2 separate regions of the Gossypium arboreum genome follow, and region 2 is linked to region 1. The links are chromatin contacts, called in public Hi-C maps. All regions are on one chromosome and are shown on one strand. Each heading gives the region's core, a stretch centred on a gene start, on an enhancer-like site or on the middle of the called end of the contact. The rest is flanking DNA. Distances are from core to core; before and after follow the strand shown. Region 1 holds the start of LOC108466924 (alpha-glucan water dikinase, chloroplastic). Region 2 holds the start of LOC108465610 (axial regulator YABBY 4).

Region 1 (5,219 bases), core at 2,343-4,842:
CATTATTTGTCTGAATCGGGCCACTTCATTTTAAAATTCAACGATACAAATTGAAACCGGCCCTCCGTTGCTTCCTTCTCTTTCTCATTAATTTGCTTGTACTTAATGTAAACAATGCAGCTGACCGAATTAAGTGTTACTCAGCTTAGATACACCTACTTAAAAAGTTGGATTATAAATTAAATAAAATGTAATTATAAAATCTTTTTAATAAATTTATTTTTAAAATAAAGTAAAATAATTTTCCATATACCAAAAGAAAAAATAAAATTACTTTCCTTATTGACTAATGCCTTGTATTTTTACCATATAAAATTCCATACTAAGATATAATATTTTCAGTTTAATAGTATAATATTTAATATTATTTTTAAGTATTTGATTAAGTTAGTGCTATTTATAAAAGTCTCAACACAAATAAAAAATTAACAGAATTTAAAATATTACATTTTGAAGGCGTTTGGACTCATATCAATTAAAATCAAAATTTTACTTAATGTAATTAAAAAATATGTAAGATGGGTGTGATATTGGGAAGGGAGCCACATGAACCCTTTAAATATCTTTCTTTTTAGTGACTCTCACTTCAACTCCCAAAGCGCTTGCCGTTCCCCTCTAACGTTACTATTTCTCCTAATAGCTTTATAAAATTTTCAGTAGAATGAAAACACAAATTGAGTTTTGGGTGTGAAAGCAAAACAGCTTTAGTATAGTTGCATAATCAGGAGTGATAAAAAGAAAAAGAAATGCTTGTCTTCTTCTTTACACATAATTTTTTCTCTCTTATCTTTTCGGTGTGGGATGATATTTATTATCTCATTTGGGGCTGAAATTAAATTGCTTACCGACATAAAACTACTCCATACAGGGAAAAGATATTTGGGATTGGGACCCATTTCCCCTACCATGCATCTCTATAATTCGCCAAAACAATGCCGGGGGAGTGAGGATCTTTGAATTGCGTGTTCATGGGTTTTCCCCCTTTTTCTTTCTTCTTTTAGTTGATGCATGGATCTTATGGGTTAAGCTAGGTTTCATTATTATTCCAAAACCAAGTTAGGCCCATCAGTGTTTCAAGATTAAGGATTTCAACTAAAAAGGAGAGTTTAATAGCTTGGTTAGGTCTCGACAAGCATGTCAGTATTAGAAGACCCACCGTATGCCGATAGCTGCATCTATTCTTGTATACCATTTTTCTAGAAAGCAAACCACTCTCAAATATCTTTTAGCACTTTCCATTTCTATCCTCTCATGCAACTTTATAATTAGATATTTGTAACTGAGAAATGGTTATATATTTTTTAAATAAAGTTCACAATAAATCCAAGAATGATGGGTTGAATATAAGACACAAAAACCCTCAAGTATTATTATTTTTATTTCAATCAATAATTTAGTTTTTATTTTATATAATTTTATAATTATATTTACATAAATTTAGTTTTTCCACCTACACTAGTGCCATTTTCTTATAATGATTATGATCATATTTGAGATTTAATCATTATATTTTAATTTGATATACAATAATATTAAACTATATAAATAATTTTTATCCTCAAAATAGTTGAATTTTTCTTAAATATATATTATAACTTATGTTAATTAAAATGTGTTTTTTTCCTAAAAATTGTGGCCCTAAAGGCATCTTCTCTTGATGACATATGTACAACTATTTTATTTCTCTTTCTTTGGTAATTACAGTTTTGATCTCTCTTACATTTATATTTAAAATTTAATCTTTATATTTTGATTTGACATAAATTGGTCCTCTACTTTATAATGACATGGTTAATTCAAATTCTTAATAGCTTTAACTATTCTAATTAAAATGTTAACGTGAATTTAAAAAAGGAATGAGCTACAAGATTAGCTTGAATGAGTTTGCAAGCTGGTTTGTTGATGATGATCTTCTTTGAGTTGATTGTAACTTTGAGAAGAGATTAAAGGCAAAGATTAAACTACTAGGTATGCCAGAAATTTGTACACACAAATTTCAAGTCAAAAGTTGACTTGAAATTTTTAGAGTCAAATTTATTGATAACTTTGTAAAAAAGTTATAATTTTTAGAAATTTCTTAAATAAATCTTTTGAATGCAAAGAAATTCTCCTTTGATTCTTCTTTTCAATTTGGCTTCAATCTCAGGATTGTCTAGACTTGGTCTTAGATGAATGCAAATTGCTCCAAGTGTCGTATGGACTTACTCTTGAAACAAATTTGGACCTTCTTTTCAATTTATTTGGATCGAAAAGTGGTTTTCTTCATAAACAACTTTTGTCTTCCTTTCTAAGGTTAAATTGGATTAGAAAACTATTTTTTTTTTCAAAACTGATGTGATATTCTTTAGAATTTCTTCAAGTTCTTCTACTTTTTCAAAACTTGTGAATGTATAGAATGACTTAGGTGACCATTTTTATAGTGCCTATTGCTTGAAAAGAGAATTCTAATAGACATTACCTACTTAATTTGATTGTTCTACAAAATTTAAACTTTTTATTTATTATTTATCTCTTATTATTTTAATTAATTAGAGATAAAATCATCATTAATATTATCACATAATTATTTTATTTTTTAATTAGTGATAATATAAAATTTTATTATTTATCTCTTAATTAATTTAAATTAATTAGAGAAAAATAATTATGACACAAATATGATGTCATCATTTTTTATCATGATAGTTTTGCCTGAATCATGTTAATTTCAACTTGACACGTGGCATTTTGTAATTGATTTGAAAATTTCTTCAACTATACACATGCATGTATCTTTGAACTATTGCGTGATTGAAGAAAAATGATACTTCAAAGATACATGGAATGTTTTTTTGGGATGGTTGAGTATTTTTATGGGTTGGGTTGGGTTAGGTCATGGTAAATAAGTTGAACATGATATATTTTGTCAAAATTATCACCAATTTAATGAAAAAATTAATGATGTCATAATTTGAATAAATTTTTAATTTACAAGGATTAAATTGAACCTATTTTTAATACATGGACTAAACTGAACTTTACATAATAATATAAGGAGTTCCGGTAGGCTTTAACCCAAGAGCCACAATGGAGCAAATATATATTTTAACGGCCTAATTGAATAAGAAGTATCTAAACTATTGAATTTGTTTAAGGTAGATAAATTATTTTTTGATTGATCCGAGTATCTAAATTTTGATTTTGTTATTAAAATTGGTACCTACTCGTTAATATTGCTTAAAAAAATCAATCAATTAAATTTTGTTACATCATCATCTCACTAGAATATGATTAAATAAAATTTTTATTTTAATATTTATATTGATATTAAATAAAAATATCTATATTATTATTAAAAAATCAGTTTAATTTTGGAAAACCATAAGATATGAAAAAAGATCTGAGAAATATAAAAAGTAGGAGGGGTAAATCTCGAAATTCTATCGAAAACCAAGGGGCAATTGTCGACTAACAATTTAAATATCATAAGTCGACGAAAGTCGACACACTGTTCACGGACCCCACGCGTTGGCTGCCCTTTTCCCGATATCGCACGTGACGACCCCAATCCCGAGCTTTGCTACGTTTTCTTACAAGCAAACCGACACGTGCCAAATGTTGATGATAAATTGGCATACACAACTGACGGAACTCTGGTCCTGTTTTTCCATAATTTTCATAGCTTTCACTCACTCAAAGCTTAAGCGCATTTGCTAAAAAAAAAAAGAAGAAAATTATTGATAAATATTTCCTATTTTATTATTCTTCGAAATCAAATCATATATTCTCAAATTCTCTCGTCCAGATTTCCGACTCTTTCAAGGTATTTTCACTAATTCCTTCTCTCAACGCCTCATCCTTCTTAATTCCAGATTTTTCACTAGCATTTCATACGTATTGATATATATATATATATATATTTTTTTTTTTCATTTTTACGAAATTATGGATTTTTTTTCTTTGGGTTACTATGATTGTTCGTTAAGTATGGGGAAATGATGCTACTAGAACCATTATAGTAATACTGTTTGTTTTTTTTTCCTCCAGCTTAAAAAAAAAAAGAACAGAAAGAAGCGTTATTAAAATTTTTAATTAGATTTTGTTACGAAGTGTTAACAAGGAAGATGAGTAATAGCGTGGGCCAGAATTTGATACAGCAGCATTTCCTCCGTCCCACGGTTTTAGAGCATCAAATCAAGCTAAAAGGTTCTTCTGGCATCGCTTCAAATTCCTTGTGTGCCACTGCTTCTCTGAATCAATCGCTAGCTCAGCCACGCAAATATCAGATATCTACTAAATTTTATGGTAACAGTTTGAGTAAGAGGAAACACAAATTAGCCATGGGGAGCCAACGCCCTCTGGCCTTCATCCCTCAAGCCGTGTTAGCCACCGATCCGGCTTCTGAGGTAAACGCCTTTTCTAGCCTTGCAACTTTGCTTATGCCTTTTTTTTTTCCCCTTAATTTTAGAATTTTGCGACACAGACTGACGCAATTATGGTGGTTTATTTATTTATTAATCATCAACGGAGCACCGATTCAATTGCGTAATTACTCAATTACCTTGAGAGTGCTTTTGTCTTTTATTATATAATAAATCAAACTAAAACACCACTCACGTTACTATTGTAATCAAAATATCAATTAGTTTTTATGAATTTTTAATAAATATATTTGTTATATAGTTTTTTTGCCCAGGTGTGCTATAAATCTAGTATATAGTAAATGAGATTAATTCTTCCTGTACCTGTTTTACCTTTAAAAATGAATATTCTGATAAATAGTTGTATTCTGCATTTTTGGATTTTGATATGATCTTTCAATTATATAAAAAAAAAATGCTGAAAAAAATGGCTGTAAGTCGTTTAGAGCTTTTCAAAATTTTCTGCCATATTTATACCTTTTTTTTCCTTCATTTTGCTAAGAAGATTATTTTTTTCTTTTCTTTTTTTGACATAAATGATACCGTTGCTACATATAGATAATTACAATCACAATTATGATTATGAAAAATGCGTATCTAAATAGTTATAACCATAATTAACTATTAAAAGGTACAATCCAATTGAAATATAATATATCTGGATTTGCAAAGGAATAAAACTAGATAACACACACGGTGGGATTTAAATCAGAATAAAATCTGAACCAAAACTCATGCATGATTTTAATACGGGGTCTAAATACTGAATTTTTGGTTGTAATAGGATTAAGGATGATGATCCAAGTGGTGGTTGTTTCA
Region 2 (5,118 bases), core at 1,872-4,371, 470 kb before region 1:
TCTTCTTCTTTTGGCATTTCTATTCGTTTTGTCCATTTCTGTTAGAGAAAAAAATGATATACTGTCACAACTACAACCATGTTATTCCTTGTCTTCATTGCCACCCACATAGCTACATTAGGATGGTAAGTGAAATCTCTTCCAACTTTCTTTGCTATTCACGTTTTCAAGTCGAAAACAATAGTACTGAAACCTGCAGAATCGTCAAGTTGGAGTTTATTATGACTAGTACTGTTTTTTTGGTTTTTCATGGGAAAATTTGCAGGTTCAACATCTGATCGAGAGATGTTTGCTGCTTTACATGAACCGACAACAATGTGTCAAGGCACTGGCAAAGTATGCAAGCATTCGGCCGTGCATTACAATTACAGGTGATAAAAGAATGCAACATATTATACCATATATGATCAAATAATTTGGGTATTTAAACGTTTTAATATTAATGCATTTGATAGTGTGGAGAGAGCTAGAAAAGGAGAACAAGGACTTCTTTGAAGCATTTTCAAGCTCTCTCTCCCTACAGGCCTTTTATGGGTAAGAGTTATTAAGCATGTGCTACCCCACACATTCCATATATGTTACCATATTCAAAGACTGAAAGTTGGGTATATACTTTTAGAAATCAATATATATTCATAGAGATGCAATTACAAGTGTTTCGTTTTCGATTTTCCTGGAAGGTACATTCGAAGGAAACCGAGTTATGAAAGGAAGAATCAGTACTGGAAGTGAATGACAAATTCACAATTAATTGTTGCTGAACTGTGTCTATATTCCAAGGTAAGCTAGAAATAGAATGTATAAAATTTTCCAACTTAATTAACTCCAACACATGCTAACTTAACAGCTGCAAAATGTATATATAATCATAAGTTTTTTGCTTAAAAGTAAATTAACTCAAGCATGATGATTCAGACATGCAGAACTTTGAGAAATAGCAAATTTAGATATATTTAGCACTAGCTAAAGTACCAGAAGTAGCAGTAATAGTAAACTTGGAATTTCTCTTAAGAAAACTAAAGTGTTTTTTTTTTTGGAAGACAGTCATATCTAGTACAGACTTGCAGTGAAGACTTCATTCCCAAGAGCATCTCCCAGAAAAGGGCATATGATTTTGAAACCTACCTTTATATAGTACATATATTCATGTATCAGTAGCCCTAAAGGAGTTAATAGTTTGTGGAAGAAATTTTATACTAATAAAATTAATTAGGGATAGAATTAATTGTTCATCACTTCACTCAAATGGTGACTTGGTCCATATGGAATTCCTTGCGGCTTTTCTTTCACGGAAATCATTGCCTTGTATGTGAACCTGAAATTTGTCACAACAGAAAGTCATGCAACCCTTTTCTGTCGCATATATTACCCCAAACATTATGAAGCTAAAGAAGTCTTAACAGTATGTTCAAGTGTCCTTAAATAGCTAACTTATTAATTTCTTTTCTACATGTAATAATTGAACTGCAAGAAAAGGACTACCCTATAGCTATCCTCAGTTTGAGTAATGACCCTTTATAATTATTGAATTACTGTTGCCTGTAAGCTTATTTACCATAAACTTCTTTCTTAGTATGTATAAGAATCATAAGGCATGAAGAAGAATAAGCATGCATGCAATGTCACAAATTTTCTGTCATTAATTAATGATGTATTATCCCTATAGTACCATGTGATGGCTTAAAGAGTACAGCTAACTAATTATGTCAATGATTGATGCAAACTCCATAAACGATCACATAAAGTTCAATAACATGAGGAATTGCTACATGACTCGCAAGTACAGTACTTTTTTTTACAGCTCTAAATAGTTAAAGCTAGCTAGATGTACTTGTAAAAGGATTAAAATTATAAAATTTTTAGGATGAGAGAAAAGCTAACCTCAGTAGCCTCTACGTTCCATGACGCCTCTCCCTCGTCCCGCTCACAACTCACTCCTTCTCCTTTGTTGTGCTTGTGAATGGGAGGAAAGTGGGCCCACTGAAATATTAAGACATATATATATATATATTACAAAACATATGCTGGAAAGCATGGGTTTGTCTTGTTGATTCTTTTGGGTGTCTGAAACATACATTTTTTGCAGCAGTGCTGAAGGCTTCTTTGTGCGGAATGTTGGGATTTTGAGTTTTCAGTCTCCTGATCTCTTCTCTGCCACCAAGAATGAATGAATCTATATATGATAAATGTACTAAGTCAAAGAAAAACTTTTTTTTTTTGGTTTTTCTATAAACGTAGATGGGGGGGTCTTATTACTTGATGAAGCGATTATAAGCTGATGGAGCTCTTTGCCTCTTCTCTGGCGCTGTAAAATTGGACTAAACTAGTATTAGAATTGGAACGATGAAACAGTTCTCCCTTGTGTTACATCCAAGTTTTAAAATGGAAAGAAAGGACGCACGCTTGTTGACTGTGGGATTCACACGGACTATATCTTCTTCTCCATTATCGGAAGAGCTCATCAACGATGGGCTGCGCCTGTCTGAGGTCTTCCTATGGCCACCCACTTCTTCTGAAACTGCTTCTTCTTTTGGCTGATTGACAGAAGCTCACATATGGTATATAATATGATGTTAATGAAACTGATAATCATCTATAGTTAAGAAAGATAGACATCGATTAATCAAATTGGTGACATGCTAATATAACCTAGTAGTGACCATATATTATCGACATACAAGCTGTTGATTAACATATACTTATACCTCATCATCATGAGCAAAGGAAGCTAGAAGGTGCAGTGGGACAAACGAAGCTTTCATCATATTAACTGAGAGAAGGCTTGTGCAGTGCCCACATCTCACTGTCACCACCATGGACAAGCTGTTACATGGGACACTTACCTGCAATATTTCAAAAGCCAAATTATCAGAAGCTGGAGAGAGAAAAGACTTTAACGCATGCATATATAGTGTGGGAAAAACATTCTTTTTTTCTTTTACCAGTAAAATGGTAGTGCAGAAACCACATTGTACATAACAAATCTGCTCAGGGAGATCAAAGAGATGATTCAGTGTCGACATTTTCTTCTTTGTTGATGTTAGTTTGTCTGTTTCTGAGAGTTTGTGTGTGAGGAAGTGAGGGGGAGAGAGAGAGAGACAATGAGGATGATGTGGTGGGCTTTTGATATACATGGGAGGTGGGATTTATAAATTGTACAGAGACTCTAATTACAAGGATATTACCTTTCTTTAGTTATATCTTATACCACTTAATTCCTTAAGCATTGTGCTTTCATTATTGTTGCTAAACAAATTTAAACAAAGTACATACATTCGTGGAACAATAAATGATATTCAAATATGGCAGATCTTTGTTGTTGCGGCAGATTAAAATATGTGGTTAATGCTTAAATTCACGATAATAAATTGTACTAACTTATGATGGAAAAATTTTATATAATAAATATATTTATAAAAATTGATGTAAAATTAAAATTTAATTGTAATAATAAAATAAAAATAAGTGACGAGTTGAAATTTTATTATATGAGTTTATATTTTTCTTTTTTAAATATAAAAATATAGAAAAACAAAAATATCCTCAAAATTATAATCTGTCATATGTACTTAAATTTTAATTTTAATATAATCAAAGGACATGGGACAGCATAACAACTCATTTGTGAAAAACAAATTTTGAGTGTATAAAATAATAATAAATTATAAAATTCATAGATAAATTTTAGGATGACAATGGAACGAGAGATGACAAATATTAGTATAAATCCACCATCACTTTATAGTTAATATGCTCTGCTCCACTATCCACTTCGCTCCACATTAGATGTATAATTTTAAAATCACTATCACTTTATCCATATTCGTCTTACCCCACTCAGATTACGTGTCAATTTAATTTTTACTATTTATCTTTAATATTATCATTTTTAGTGTCAAATAAATATTTAAACATAATATTTCAAAAATGATAAATATAATAATAAAATAATGAGTGAGTTGAGACAATATAAGCAATTATCATAATCACTTCATATCTATTTCATATCTACTTTTTTTTTTAAAAAATTCTACTCCAAAATTCAGTATATAATCACTCATGTGCTTTACAATTACAATGATGCAACTGTAAGTTAAATATTTGAATATTTATAAAAAGAAAAATAAGAGACTAGCATTTCCCCCAGTTATCATCTCTCCTAGAAAATAATAGAAAAAGAAAAGAAAGAAATACCATTTCATGTTCTGACAAAAGTAGTCCTCCCAAGCTTGTCAACGTTGTGATTCACACAGAGTTTTAATTAAATTGCTAAAAACAATCGCAAGCTTCAACCTTGGTGTGTGGCATTTGATGTTAGCCAATTCCATTAAAAGGATGAAAAAGGGACATAGTGACTAATGGTTTTCATGTGTTGTTTTCTGTAACATTTACTCTCTAGTTCAGGGCAAGAGGCTTTTTTTTTTTTTTTTTACCATTTAAAAGAGGAGGGGAAGTTTCTAGAAGAGTGTATGGAGAAGGAAAATGGGCATCTCAGGTTTTGTCTTTCCTCAAACAAGGTAAGTTTGATTGAGATTATGAGCAATGCCCTCACTTCCCTACTTTCCACTGCTGTCTTTGTTCTTGTTATTTGCTTTGCATGCACTACCATCATCCTTAATGCTCACATTTATTTCCCCATTTTCCATTTCACCTTGCTTTCACTCTCTTGTTGACTGTCTCACCCATGTGCTCCCTGTGATGTCCCCACCATCCATACTTCATATATGGAAATGTCAATACAGCATCTTCAAATCATCAAGACTCTCAATGCTTCCTATAACTTTAATATAATTTTCATATGCTTTCAATTTTTAACCATTTTGGGATAAACCAACTTTAATTGATGGATCCATACGTGCACCCACACCCATTTCATCTTCCATTTTTAAATTAATAAAACAGTTAACCCTATCACTTAAACATACGCAATACCGCATAGTGCAATGTCTGCCAAAACTAACATCATATATAAACTTTTATGTAAACCTTAGTCGACATCCTTCCTAATTCATGATGCAATTCTTGATGTTTTCAGATTAGTTACAGCTTTCTTCACCATACAATCATAATCCTATTTTATTTTCGGTTTTTAAACTTGCCTAAAAATATTTAAGTGGT

What was found. Hi-C and Micro-C count contacts between places; a contact is called where the count stands out from the background.
Region 2: a Hi-C map of leaf shows a contact between it and region 1, with 2.5 times the contacts expected there. The contact joins the promoter of LOC108465610 here to the promoter of LOC108466924 in region 1. A contact is called at or near these places in 2 of 5 Hi-C or Micro-C datasets (both in leaf).

The regions. Positions count from the first base shown.
Region 1 is chr2:95,991,477-95,996,695 of ASM2569848v2, reverse strand. LOC108466924 (alpha-glucan water dikinase, chloroplastic) reads left to right here and starts at 3,592. Exons shown (of 34, transcript XM_017767302.2): 1 at 3,592-3,802; 2 at 4,027-4,385. The coding sequence starts at 4,104.
Region 2 is chr2:96,462,161-96,467,278 of ASM2569848v2, reverse strand. LOC108465610 (axial regulator YABBY 4) reads right to left here and starts at 3,121. Exons shown (of 6, transcript XM_053025058.1): 1 at 2,943-3,121; 2 at 2,706-2,843; 3 at 2,402-2,534; 4 at 2,257-2,305; 5 at 1,882-2,154; 6 at 985-1,315. The coding sequence starts at 3,023. The coding sequence ends at 1,989. It overlaps LOC108465611, which reads left to right. Exons shown (of 5, transcript XM_053025057.1): 1 at 1-125; 2 at 266-371; 3 at 456-534; 4 at 681-780; 5 at 2,087-2,607. The coding sequence starts at 54. The coding sequence ends at 732.